Linked DNA regions of Mus musculus: region 1 is linked to region 2. The links are chromatin contacts, called in public HiChIP or PLAC-seq maps. All regions are on one chromosome and are shown on one strand. Each heading gives the region's core, a stretch centred on a gene start, on an enhancer-like site or on the middle of the called end of the contact. The rest is flanking DNA. Distances are from core to core; before and after follow the strand shown.

The links. HiChIP or PLAC-seq counts read pairs in DNA pulled down with a chosen protein or histone mark.
Region 1: a contact with region 2 is called in an H3K4me3 HiChIP or PLAC-seq map of embryonic stem cells, with 16 read pairs. The contact joins the promoter of Poldip2 here to the promoter of Slc13a2 in region 2. A contact is called at or near these places in 1 of 484 Hi-C or Micro-C datasets (nephron progenitors), 4 of 115 datasets of contacts at active chromatin or transcription factors (the SCID.adh cell line and embryonic stem cells) and 3 of 9 other capture datasets (adipose tissue, liver and pancreatic islet).

What each region holds. Positions count from the first base shown.
Region 1 is chr11:78,509,099-78,515,883 of GRCm38.p6, forward strand. It overlaps Poldip2 (polymerase (DNA-directed), delta interacting protein 2), which reads left to right and starts at 3,198. Exons shown (of 11, transcript NM_026389.3): 1 at 3,198-3,374; 2 at 4,822-4,903; 3 at 5,990-6,087. The coding sequence starts at 3,214. It overlaps Tmem199 (transmembrane protein 199), which reads right to left and starts at 3,070. Exons shown (of 6, transcript NM_199199.3): 1 at 2,799-3,070; 2 at 1,250-1,323; 3 at 627-716. The coding sequence starts at 3,009.
Region 2 is chr11:78,420,277-78,427,230 of GRCm38.p6, forward strand. Slc13a2 (solute carrier family 13 (sodium-dependent dicarboxylate transporter), member 2) reads right to left here and starts at 1,958. Exons shown (of 12, transcript NM_022411.4): 1 at 1,790-1,958. The coding sequence starts at 1,891.

The DNA.
Region 1 (6,785 bases), core at 1,948-4,447, 90 kb after region 2:
CACCAGGGGGCTGGAGACATGGCTCAGTGGTTAAGAGCACCAACTGCTCTTCCGAAGGTCCCGAGTTCAAATCCCAGCAACCACATGGTGGCTCACAACCATTCGTAATGAGGTCTGACGCCCTCTTCTGGTGTGTCTGGAGACAGATACAGTGTACTTAGATATAATAATAAATAAATCTTAAAAAAAAAAAAAAAAAAGAATGAGCCACCAGGGCTGGAGAGGTGGCTCAGAGCCATCTATAGTGGGATCTGGTGCCCTCTTCTGGCATGCAGGCATACATGCAGACAGAACACTGCATACATAACAAACAAACATTAAAAAAAAAAAAAATTCAGTCACTATCTAAGGCCAGAGTCTCAGTGAATACACTGAAGACTCGCCTTGGTCCACATGGAACATAGGCCTTACAGTTCTACAACAGTGTATAGACTAAGTTTGAATTCCCATATTTTTCTTTTCTTTTTTGAGACAGTGTCTCACTATATAGTTCTGGTTGGTCTCAAATTCATTTGCCCCTGCATCAGAAGTACTGGGATTAAAGGTGTGTGCCATTACACTACCCTCGCCGTTTTTTTCGAACATTAGGCCTTTTTCGAACATTTTTTCGAGCAGTAGGCCCTTACCTGACAAGTGACATTGCGAGTGATCCGCTTATACTCCTCATTGGCTAGCTGTATCTTAATCTTCTCTAGCCGGGCAACTAGCTCTGGATTCTAAACAAAAATAAGCACGTGAGAAGAATGATATTCTTTTACATGTTTCCAAAGACCACTGTACTCCTAATGGTGCTGGGACACCGCACACCTGTTATGCTTGCACTGCTTTGGAAAATGGTTCACTGAGTCTCAGTTTTCCAAAGCCGTCAGAGAGGTTTCTCTCCCTGATCTTAGACTCCCAACAGCTTTTGGTTTTGTTTTTTTAAATCCTTTGTACATGCACATAAACCCGAGCAGCAGTACATGTGTGCAGGGAAGAGATAACCTTTGGGAGTCAGCCTTTCCCTCCACCATGGGGGTCCTAAGGACAGAACCCAGGTTGCCTGCCATGCTTGGTAGCAAGTGCCCCCACTCATTGAGGTATTTCACTGGCCCCCAAATTTTATGTATTTATTGGTGCTAGGGCCTTGTCAAGTACTATCCCACTGAGCCACAGCTCAGCTTTTCCAAAGAATTAAAATATAAGATTTCAAACCCAAAAGCTGATTAATAAAACCTGTACCCAACTCTCACAAATTTCTGTTACATACCCGGGGAGGCTTCACAATCTCTGGAAAGTAGATGTCACTGCCTTCTAGGAGTTCATGAAGATACAGCCTGGAATCTGGAAAGAATAAGGTTCCACATAATGACACGTGCAGCTGAGGCTGGAAAGCTAAGATGACAGAAGTGGGTAGCCCTAATTTTTACCCAAATAAAACACGGCCATCCCTGTAAACTCATATATATTTCATATTTAACTCATATATTTCATATATAACTCGTATATATATATATATATATATATCATATTTCACTGAAGTTAAGATGGAAGTAGTAAACCTGGGGTTTATGAGAAGGCTTTTGGACTGGATATATGAGAACTCGGTAGGCACTGGAGAGTGATATGGGGGAAAATACGCCTCAGAAAGGATTAGATCTGAAAAGAACGCGGCGACTCTTGATTGGGGACCGCTCACTTCTTTCTCTCATATATAGATATATTGTTGAGACAAGGCTGATATATGTATATACATACACATATCATGTAGACCAGGCTGGCTCAGAACTCATTATGAAACCAGTCTAACCTTAAGTTCATTTAGATACACCTAGCTGTCTCTTGAATTCTCATGTACTTCATCTAGACAACTCACAATCTTACTGCCTCAGCCCCTTGGGTTTCAGGTACGTGCCATGCCCAACCTTGTGATCATTTTCTTTCTCTCCTTGTGTTTATTCAATTATTTTTCATTTTACTCAAGATAACTTTCAACTAGGAAAGATTTAGGACAATTCCACCTAAGTATTTTTTAGTGTCATAGAGTGGACTTTAACTGTCAGTCTTCGTTACCAACCCTACCTCACCACTACCAATGGTAGGTTATTTCTGTGAAAATAATAGATCTGTCCTAGTCAGGATTGGGTTGTGATGCTAAACACTCAGCGGACACTGTATTAGAGGATCTTTTTCTAAGATTCTCTTAAGTCTAAATAGTTGATCATCTACCCTTTGCACTTCTGGCCAGGATATGTTAACTCTGGCAAGGTAAGTTACATGCCAGTTTACCCTATTCCCTACCTTAACATAAGTAAATAGGTCTGAAAAGGAGAAATGACTTCTTTACAATGTCTAGAACTACATGCGACTCAATCCAGATCTTTCAATAGTTTTTGTTGTTGTTACCGTTTCCCTACCCTCACCCCTAAACTGGGGCTTGCACCTTTACCTTTGAGATGGAAGGAAAAAAAATCACTTTTTCCAAACACGATATGCTCACTATTGATATATGGCCCTCAAATGGAGAAACTCAACCTGTCAGATAGTACTGGGCTACAATCTCGACTTCCTAAAAAAATTCACATGGACTTAGGTGGCACTAAAAGAGGACTCAACAAAATCTGAAAATACGTTTTGTAACACACTAAGAATTTTCACGGAAGTTAAGATGGAAGTAGTAAACCTGGGGTTTATGAGAAGGCTTTTGGACTGGATATATGAGAACTCGGTAGGCACTCGAGAGTGATGGGGGGAAAATACGCCTCAGAAGGGATTAGATCTGAAAAGAACGCGGCGACTCTTGAATGGGGACCGCTCACTTCTTTCTCTCAGGTGCTGATGCAGATCTCGGATGAGACGGAATGAAACCAGGCGCCGGGGTCCCGTGGCATTATCACTGCCCGCGTGTTTCTTTCCCAGAGCAGCCTCGAGCTGGGCACGCAGCTTCCGGGGGAGCTGCTCCCGTTCCAGTTCTCCGCCAGGACCCAAAGCGCGAACCAGTCGTTCGCCGGCAAGCAAGGAAGACGCCATTTCTGCCTCACGCTCTGATCAGGTGATCCCAAACTCGGACTTCCGCTCACAGGCGCCGGATGTAGCTGGAGGAGCCCACGCGGCCGCGGGGGGCGGGCCCGAGGGGAGGGGCTTAGGCGCGGGGCAGTGTGGGGCGGGGGCGGGACGGCGCCCCGCCGCGGGTCGGGCCCTGTGTCAGCAGCCGAGCGGGCGCTCGGGCGGGACATGGCTGGTTGTGTGGCCCGACGGGCCCTAGCAGTGGGCAGCCGCTGGTGGTCTCGGTCGCTGGCCACGACCCGAGGGTCGAGGCCACTGTGTGCGGTCGGTGGAGCAGGGGGCCTTCCGCCGGTGGCCACAGCGACGACCCGAAGGCATCTGTCGTCCCGGTGAGGGACGGAGAGAGGGGGCCAGGGAGCCGGGCCCAGAATCTAGGGAGCGTTTTCTACCTAGCTACTAAGGAAGCCAGGAGGCCTGACTCTGTTTGGGCAGCCGGAGTGCCACCTGAGAAAGGGTCCCGAGGAGAGAGCCGACACGGGCTGCTTGGGACATGTGCCAAGAGCAAAGAAGGGAGCACTGCCCAGGGCCCTGGCAGTGCAGGGCAGCTCCGAGGGAGAACAAGTAACGCTTCTTAGGCGAATCCTGCCTCCCAGGCTGGGGTCCCCGGCACCTGGAGTGGGCTGCCATTTAATACAACTACAGGGATCCCCGGGCCCTTTTGGGTCAGTGACTCTCAGAAATATGCTATTCTGTGGGAAACAAGTCGATTTAAGTGTCTACCTTTGTGGGTCCTGTTTCCATGTGACCTTGGGGAGACTGATTTTGCCCATGTGACTTGGGAAATAGGGGTTGAGGCTCGGGGGGGGGGGGGCGGTGTAAACAAAGCCTTGTAGGGATCAGACAGGATTGAAAAGTTGGCTATGAAGTTAACATTTCCAAAGTAACATTACAGTGCTTTGATGGATCCATAGCAAAATTAATCCTATTTAAAAGGATAAGTTGATGGAAATGACCTGATAGTGGTTAAGGGAGGTATTTGCTATTTAAGACAAGTAAATGTGAAAAGACACTGGGTGGAGACACGGCAGTGCTAAGTGTACTGTGTGGGGTACCTTTGAGAATCTAGAAATGCTAGGTCCTGAGGTCAGGGTAAAGACTTAGAATTTACAGCACAGTTGAATGTGTAGGATTGGGAGAATCATGCTGTGTAGCCAGATGGGCCCAGAACCTGTTATTTTCCAGCCTTAGCCTTAAGAGCCCTGGGATTACCGATGTGTGGAACCATTTTTGGTTCAGAACAATTCTTCCAAGTAGCAAATGCCAGGCTTAGTGAGTATACTGCCAAGCAGCAGTGGGTAAAAGTAGAGACAGAAGAACTGCTTGCCTCAGAACAAATGCTTTTTGAGCACCTCTTACACACTAGGCATGTCTCTCAGGTCCTTAATGGACTCAAGGCATGCATACCAGGAACTGAAATGCAAAGTTGGAAGGATGGTTAACATGTGGGGGGGGGGGAAGACCCGGAGGGTGGGTGAAGGTGTGCATTGAAACAGGATATGCAAGAATAAGAATGACTTTGGAAATGCTAAGTAAAGATAGAAGGAAGTAAGTTTGGAGTAGTCACACAAAACCCTGGAAGACTGGGAGACCTTCACCATGTAGATGCCCATGGCTGGATCTTAAATGAGGAAAAGCAGCATCCTGGGCCTTGGCTGTCATTGCCCTGACCCTGCAGAGTACTAGGGGGCTTTCTTTGTTCACGTGTCTGATTTTTCCTGGCGAAGGACTGCTGTCTTCTCAGGGTCTCACTTGCTTGTTCTTTTCCTTCCCACTCAGGAACCGTGCAGAGGGCAAAGTGCTGGAGACAGTTGGTGTGTTTGAGGTGCCAAAACAAAATGGAAAATATGAGACTGGGCAGGTAGGTACTGTGCTAGGTCTCCTCTCATTTTCATGGACTATTCTGTTTCTGAATGCAGCTAAGTTTGGTCAGAATATTGAATCTCAGCGGTATTTGTATCTTTTCATTCTTCATCTCTTTGCCCACCGGTCTTAGAGACAGATGCCATCTGCTGAGCTACACCCCAAGTTTCAATCCATCTTCATTTTGACCAAGATAAATTTTGGACTTGTTTTGAGGCAGAGTCTTCTGTGTAGCTTAGTTTAGCCTTGACTCATTCTGTAACCCACGGTGACCTTGACATTGCAAACTCGTTCCCTTATGGAATACTTGTGTTACAGATGTGTGTAACCATGTTCAGCTCAGAATCACAAATTAAGAAAAAAAAGGTTGTTTTTGTTTTTTTTTTTTACATTGATTTATTTAGAATGGGTATGTGTGTACACGTGCGTGTGTGCATGCGCCCAGGCATGGAGATCAAAGAACAACTGATAGTATGTATTCTTACGTGTGAATGCATGTGCACTAGAGTCACAAAACTTGTTAAAGATGGATTTCTGGAGATATGTGTATAATAGCATCAAATCCCAGCACTCCAGAAGCAGGGGCAGAAGGATCACTTCAAGTTGGAGGTCTAGTGTAGTGATACTCTTAAAACACAGTAAGAAGCAGGCGATGTGGCTCGACTGGTCAAGGCACTTGCTGAGGAAGCCTAGAAGTAAAGGTGAGGACAGAACTGACTCCAGAGTCACATAGCCCCAGGTAACCCAATGCCTCTGACTTCCTTGGGTCCCTGCACTCAAGTGCATGGTACCCAGATACAGATCCACACATATAACTAAAGTAAAACAAATCCTTAAAGCAGACAGTTATAATCAGTGGCTCTGCGCTGCAGTAAGAGGAGGGCAGGGCAAGGAAAGTTCCCTGGAGGCCAAAGGTGATCTGAAAGGTTGGGGTCAGCCTGGTGACAGGCATGAGAATACTTCAGTAGTTTGAGGGCAAAGCTGGGGAGACTGCTGTAGTTGCTTCTACCCAGGCCGCTATGGTCGGGGCCCACTTGGATGGATCTTCGAGACAGCAGGCTCATCGAGATCTCTCTCCTCCTAGCTATTCCTCCATAGTGTTTTTGGCTACCGAGGGGTCGTCCTGTTTCCCTGGCAGGCCAGACTGTATGACCGGGATGTGGCTTCTGCAACTCCAGAAAAGTAAGTTTCTCTATCTTATCTCATGGTGTCCTCAGGTGGCCTGACTTGTGGCAGACACATGCAGTTGGGGTAAAAACAGCATCCCTTGGGCTTTAGAAATAACCCCAAGCCAGGCGTGGTACTGTACACTTTAATCCCAGCACTTGGGAGGCAGAAACAGGAGGGTCTCTGAGTTCAAAGCCAGCTTGGTTTACAGAGTGAGCTCCAGAACTGCAAAAGAGCCAGGCCTTTGTAGAGAGACCCTGTTTCAGAAAACAAAACAAACAGGAACAAAACAAAACAACCCAACCAACTAAAATAAAGGAAATAATCCCAGAGTGTTTCTTTGGCACTCATCCCCATGGAGACAAAAGTGCTATGGGGTCTCTGTGGGCCTCCCCAGAACTGTCTGTCCTTCCTTTTTATAATCTGAACCCCAGAGAATGTTTTAGGGAACAGTTTTCTTGATTTATTTTCTTACTTTTTTTTACTTCTTTTCTTTTAAAAAAGTTTGTTTTTATTTTGTGTATATGGATGTTTTGCCTGGAAGTGTCTGTGTACAGTACTCAGGGAGGCCAGAAGAGGGCGCTGGGTCCTGAGACTGGAATTAGAGATGGTGGTGAGCTGTCATGAGTGTTGGAAACCAAGCCTGGGTCCTCCATTAGAGCAGCAGTGCCCTTTAAACACAGCCATTTTTTACCCCTTCTCCTTTATGATTA
Region 2 (6,954 bases), core at 708-3,207:
GATAGGAACCCAAGGTCCAAATGAGGGCCTGACCTCTCAGGACAGTTGATTGAGTCAACAGAGGGCAAGCAGAAGCAGGTGGCAGGGCCAGGTACAGCAGAGCAAACCCTGGAGCTTCACACTCCCGCCACTGCACACCATCCTTTCACCAAAAGGCACAGCTTTCTCGAAACAACTCAGCTTCCCTCTGCCACGTGACCCCGGGGCAAAACAATGAATCTTTCTGAGCTATGTGTGCCTCTCCCAGGATGGTGGTGGTGTCACACGTGTTCCAGCCTGTCCGAAATCTATCTGAGCAATCCCCCGCTTAGAGACGCCACTTGTCTGAGAAAGGTTATCTCCAAAATCAGTCTGGCCTTATCACTGGGCAAGTGTTGGGGACCGTATCCTGAGCCTTCTCCCTCAGAGATAACGCAAACCCAAGGCCTTCCTGGATTGATTTCCCCTATCTGTAGCAACAAGTAGTGGCTCATTGGGCAGAACCAGGGGCGTGGGATGGTCCATGGCCAAGATTCAGTGTCAGTTTTGGAGACAGCCACACCGCTAGTTCTGCCCCCACCCATCCATGTCCTTTGCAGAGGCAGCTAGACTTTGAGGCTGAGGTCTGAATCCCTCTTGGAGCTTCCTTTCCCAAAGCTCTAGGATACTTTCATTCAAATCTAGGGATTCCCCCCACCCCCACCCCCATCCCCCGAGACAAGGTTTCTCTATGTAGCCCTAGCTGTCCTGGAATTCACTCTGTAGACCAGGATGACCTAGAATTCACAGGGATCCACCTGCCTCTGCCTCCTAAATTTTGGGTTTGAAGTTGTGCACCACCACTAACCTAGCTAAAATTTAGGGATTTTTTTTTTGTCTGTGTTTTTGTTAGTTTTGATGGTGCTAGGGATTATTAAACCCCAGATCTTGCACAAGACAGACAAAAACCTTACCATTGATTGGGTTGTATCTCCAGACCTCCAAGCTAATTTTAAATTTGTCATATAATGCCCCTCCTCCTCCAGACACGGTCTCTCTACGTAGCCAGGGCTGTCCTTGAACTCAAAGATCTGCCTGTCTCTGCTTCTGAGTGCTGGTATTTTAAAGGCGTGTGCCACCACACCCGGATTTAATGTTAATTTTCTTACAGAGAAACCACAAAGGACATAGAAACCAAGCTCCAAGGCACCAAGTTCTGTCCTGGGACTTTGAATAACTGACTTACCTTCCTTTTCCCCATCTGCAAAATGGGACAGTGGGACCTGGCTCATAAGATGAAGCACAGAATCCCTCGATGCCCGTCACAGGCGCGGGTGGGGGGTGGGGTTTCAAGTGAATAACCTCTTGAGATGGGAAGGAGGCAGGCACCTTGTGCTCTGGCTGTGCACACTGAAAGGGGTCCCCCTCAGTGGCCACCCGTGAGACTGCAGGTGAGTCATTTATCTTAGTTTTATCTTCGAGGGCACAGCTGCCTGAGGCCAGCTCTCTCCTACTTATCCTCTCAAAAGCTAGTTACCCACTTGGCTCTTCCTGTCCCTGGCTGGCACTGAGCTCAGCGCTAATGGGCACACAATAGTCAGATAAACTCATCTGTCGGCTGCATTTCCTTTATGCAATTGGCTTTCTGACCACAAACCAGCAGGCTCCAAAGTGCCCTGCGGAAACCACCCTTGGCTCTCAGAAAGACCAGGAGGTGGTGGCTTCACTTTCTGGGGAAGGGAGGTGAAAAGGAAAACCTAAGGATGCCCCACTTTGACCCTGACGTCACCCCTTGAGTCACTTATACTGAATGAGACCCACCAGTCCTTACCTTAGTTTGGACAATGAGTGGCAGAGGCAACAGGAAAATGGGCAGACATAGCACAATCAGGTAGGAGCGATAGGCCCATAGTGCCTGCCAGCAGGTGGCCATGGTGAGGACCAGCCTGTCCCGGCAGCTGCTTCCAGGAGCTACGAAAAAGACTGAAGGTGTAGCGCACAGCAGGTGGCCTGGGGCAGCTTATATAAAGCCAGAGGAGTGTTAACCATTGACCCACCCTGGCAATCAGAGTGTTTTTGGAATCAGGAGGTGGGAGTAAGGAGGAGGGACCTGCGGGAGGAGTAACAACCAGGAAGACTTAGCGGGAGCCAGGGAGGGTAAAGACAAGAAATAAAAGCTTCGGGTTACTGGAGGAAAGCAGCCCAGATTTCACTCCTTCTGGACACAGAGACTGCCGGGGGAACCGGACTTGGAGTCGGGGCTGTGCAGAGCAGGAGCTAAGCTCTCTTTCCAGGCCAGCCCACCTCTCGCCTTTGATTTCCCCAAAGCCAAGTTCTCAGCTGAGCAGTTGACACATGACCCTTGGAGCTGGGCGTTACCCCTATCCTGACTACCCAGGCATCCCATCCTTGGGAATTTTAAAGCCCAAGATCCCTACTGGGAGGCCTGGGGGCAACTGGCCAGCCAACCACAAACTTGCCCCCTCCTGCTAGGTATCAGGGAATCTGTCAAAGTCACAAGTTCTTCATACCCTTAGCACAAGACTGACCCACTGACTTGACCTGGCCACTGGCCGCTTCCTCATTCTGCAGTAATCCTTTCCTGTATATGTTGAGCATCGATGTGTGGTAGGTAGACAATAAAGATTATTATTTTTTTTTCAGAATCTTCCTGGTCCCCACCTCTTGACTGCCATGGAAAAACAGCAAATATTGCTTCATACGCTATTTACATACTCAGCCATTCCTCATACCTGTCATCCACCCAACAAACCTTTGGCACCAATCATGGGCAGCATTTGGTGCTAAGGATACAGAAATTAAAAGGCCATACATAGGTGGGGTGTGATGTTCCCAGCATTTAGTCCAAGCTGGACTGTGTACTGTTTCATTGACCGCACAAAACACTAGGTGTTACAGTTCCACTTTACAAGTGGGGAAACTGAGACCTGAACACAGAGCTGGGTAGACTTCAAACATGTTCTGTGAGTGCCCTGATGTGGATGCCAACCCAGGGTGGAAGCTTGGGGAGAGAGCACTGGAGACACCCCAAAAAAGATGCCTGGAGGAGAGCCTGTGTGTGTCCCGGCTCTAGATTGGAGTCATAGGCAGGAGGAGGGCAGAGTGGGACCGAGAGGGTGTCGGGCAGGCTGATGTATGTGCTGCTGGGGACCGGGGTGCAGAGTGTGGTGTGGAATACCTACTTGGTTTGTTTTTTGTTTTTGGCTTTTTCTCTTCTTTTCTTTTCTTTTCTTTTCTTTTCTTTTCTTTTTTTTTTTTTTTTTTTCTGAGACAGGGTTTCTCTGTATAGTCCTGGCTGTCCTGGAACTCACTCTGTAGACCAGGCTGGCCTCAAACTTAGAAATCTGCCTGCCTCTGCTGTGCTGGGATTAAAGGCGTGCGCCACCACACCCAGCTTGGAGTACCTACTTGGAAACAGTCTCTCAGGTGCTCTTGCCCCTCCTGGCCCTATACTGAATGCAGCAGGTGTTTGATGGGTGTCTCTGATATTATCACAGTGTGATCTGTGGGTGCCAGGGTAAGAAGGAAGGGTGCCAGAGAGACCTTTCAGGTGGGAACACAGTCTGACAAAGATGTATAGGGCTGAGGACAGAAAGGCTCCTTGGAGCCGGGCGTGGTGGTGCACGCCTTTAATCCCAGCACTTGGGAGGCAGAGGCAGGCGGATTTCTGAGTTCGAGGCCAGCCTGGTCTACAGAGTGAGTTCCAGGACAGCCAGGGCTATCCAGAGAAACCCTGTCTCGAAAAACAAAACAAAACAAAACAAACAAACAAACAAACAAACAAACAGAAAGGCTCCTTGGTTGGAAGCTGCCCCTCCCAGGATAGGACTGACAGCTGTCACTCACCTTGTCAGGCTGTTAGGACACCCACGCACTCCTGGCTCCAGTGAGGGGTCTGAGTGAGAGACCCTCAACGCTTTGCAGAATGGTTGCAGCCGTGTGCATGGGTCTAGGTGGCAGAGCCAGACAGGATGGGAAGTTAAACAAACAGCAGGCAGCTCCCAGCCTTTACTCCCACAGAGCTACTGAAGTGAGCAAGAGGCAGGAAGATGGAAGACAAAGAGTTTCAGACACACAGGACAATACCCAATTCTAGTTTCTCTAGAAGAAAGCCTCTCCCATGGCCCAGGGCTCTGGAGGAGCCACTGCTGCCACCAGGCTGGATTCTCTTCCCCCAAGAGCAACATTTACTGCTTATAAACCACATCCCGATTCTCCTCCACACTCCTAAAGCATAGAGCACAGGCATGGCTTGTCATAGCACGTGAATCTGTGAAGCTGGGCTCATTTCCAGTACTGCCCTTGGCTCACCCTCCATTGCTCTGGACTACTTTGGTAAAGCTGGGACAAAACTCAGCATTTCCAAAATAGCTGGCTACTGTTTTCTGGCTGCTGCCAATAATCCTCTTCTGTGCCATGGACTTTGCTGGCCTTGGTTGATCCTCTGCCTTCTCCTCCTCCTCCTACTCCACCTCATTTTCTTTTGGTGTGTATGTGTGTGTGTGTGCGAGTGTGTGTGTGTGTTTATACGTGCATGTGTGTACATGTGCATATATACATGTAAAGGTAGATGTGAGTGCTCACACACATGTGAACAGAGATCAACATAAGATGTCATTCCTTAGCAGCTGTCCATCTTGGTTTTAGAGACAGTCTAGAGCTCACTATTCAGCTAGTCTAGCTGGCCAGTGGGTCCCCGAGGTCCTCCTATCTCTACCTGCAATGCTGGGACTGGGGTTATAGAGGCCTCCTGTTGAATTCAGATGATGGTGACGACGATGACGATGATGATGATGATAATTTACATGGGTGCCAGGGTTGAACTCAAGTCTTCATGGTTTTGTGGCAAGCAGTTTATCAGCGAAGCCATCTTGCCATCTCCCCAGCTTTGCTGCTGCTGTTCTTTTTTTTCTTTTTTTCTTTTTTTGGTTTTTCAAGACAGGGTTTCTCTGTATAGCCTGGTCCCACTCTGTAGACCAAGCTGGCTTTGAACTCAGAAATCTGCCTGCCTCTGCCTCCCAAGTGCTGGGATTAAAGGCGTGCACCACCATTGCCCGGCTGCTGTTCTTTTAAAAACAAATTTATTTTAGACTTATTTATTTCACGAGTATGAGGGTTTTGCAGGGTGTATTTCTGTGTACTAAGTTCACGGTGCTTGTGGAGGTCAGACAAGAGCATCAGGTTCCCTGGAACTGGAGTTATGGATGGTTGTGAACTGAATCCAGGCCCTCTGCAAGAGCCGCCGGTGCTCTTAACTACTGAGCCGTCTCTCTAGTCCCATCCCTGATGCTGAAATTCAGTGCTGGACAAATGATTGGATCAGCAGCATACAGGCAACCCAACCCCATTATTAATTTATTTCAAAATCAGAGTCCCAAGGCTAACGGGAAGCTTCTAGCTGCCACACACATTGCAAGAACTTACTCCCTGCCCAGCAACCAAGCCAGTGTCCTACTCTGCAAGGCCTTGTTCATTTTTCCCAGCCCTACCCCATGGCCTCCTTCAGTAAATAGTGCATGACTCCTGATGGACTGCAAACAGTGCAAGCAGGAAAGCAGCCTTCCTACAGTCTTTGCTGAGGCCTTACCTGAGATATACAGCCTTGGGTCCTATCTCAGAGGAATGTCAGACCCAGGACATTCCTGCCTTGTGCTTTGTCTATAGAGCTTCCTGGAGAGGGCCATCAGAGACAGCTGAGAGTCTAGGGGGTTAGGAGACATACACAGACTGCAAGACGCAGCTTGTCCTCAGAAGCAAATGGCTGGTACACTGGAAGTAGATCTGGGCTTGTAGGGGTGGGCAAAGGTGGCTCTTGGCAAGTTCATGCCTGGATAGATTGGCGGGGAGGCTTTCAGAGGCCCCAGTGCAGTCCCAACAATGGTAGGGAAGGCTAGATATACCAGTACCTGGAATGATTTGTAAGCTGTGAAACTGTCCATCCCGGAGGAGAGAAGGGCAGATAAAGTCATCAAATCTTTGAAGAAGAAGGTAAGGATGTTCTCAAGGGCCAAGAACAGACCACAGATCGGGGAGACTGGAAAGGCACATAGGCTGTCATCAAGAAAACCACTTCCTTGGACTGGAGAGATGGCTCAGTGGTTAAGAGCACTGACTGCTCTTCCAGAGGTCCTGAGTTCAATTCCCAGCAACCACATGGTGGCTCACAACCATCTCCAATGCCCTCTTCTGGTGCATCTGAAGAGAACGACAGTGTACTCACATTGATAAAATAAATAAATCTTAAAGATAGATAGATAGATAGATAGATAGATAGATAGATAGATAGATAGATAGATAGATAAAGAAAACTACTTCCTCATCAAAGAAGCACCTTCCTTCCCAGGGACCAGCTTCTCCTTCCCCTGAGACGGTAGGGAGAGTGAGCAGAAGGTTGGGTGCCCTGCTTACAGCCTGGAAAACCCTCCAGCTTCCTCTCATCTTCTACTGCCTCCCCTACTGGGTCCACACAACTTAGTTTATACAAATTCACATCCACTCCCACCCCACACGGGACAAGGTGCTTAGATGGTGATTAAATAGGCCTACGGGGCTCACTGCTTGCTTTCCTCCTTGGCTTGGTCCACATCATTCCTGCCTCTCACTCCATAAACCAGATTCTGTTTTCAGATGCCTCCTTTGGGCTCTGTATTTTCTAGTCTCCAGGAAGTTCCCATGCTGTTCGGTGGCTTAGGGACATTGTCTGTGTCTCCTCCCCCCCTACTTTACTGGTTCTGTCTTGTTGATCTTTCAAGACTGAGGTAAAGACTTGCTTTGTGAGCGGTCAGTCAGCCCAGACTGGGTTGAGGCCCTGCTGCTCAGTGCCCTAGATCACCTCTTTTAAGGCCAGTATCACACTGCTCTGCGCATTCTCTTGTACGCTGAGAATCTTCTACTGGACCACGCTTCACAATCTTCTACTGGACCACGCTTCACCGAGAGCTGGTACCCAGCAGATAGGTGTTGACTGTGTGAGTG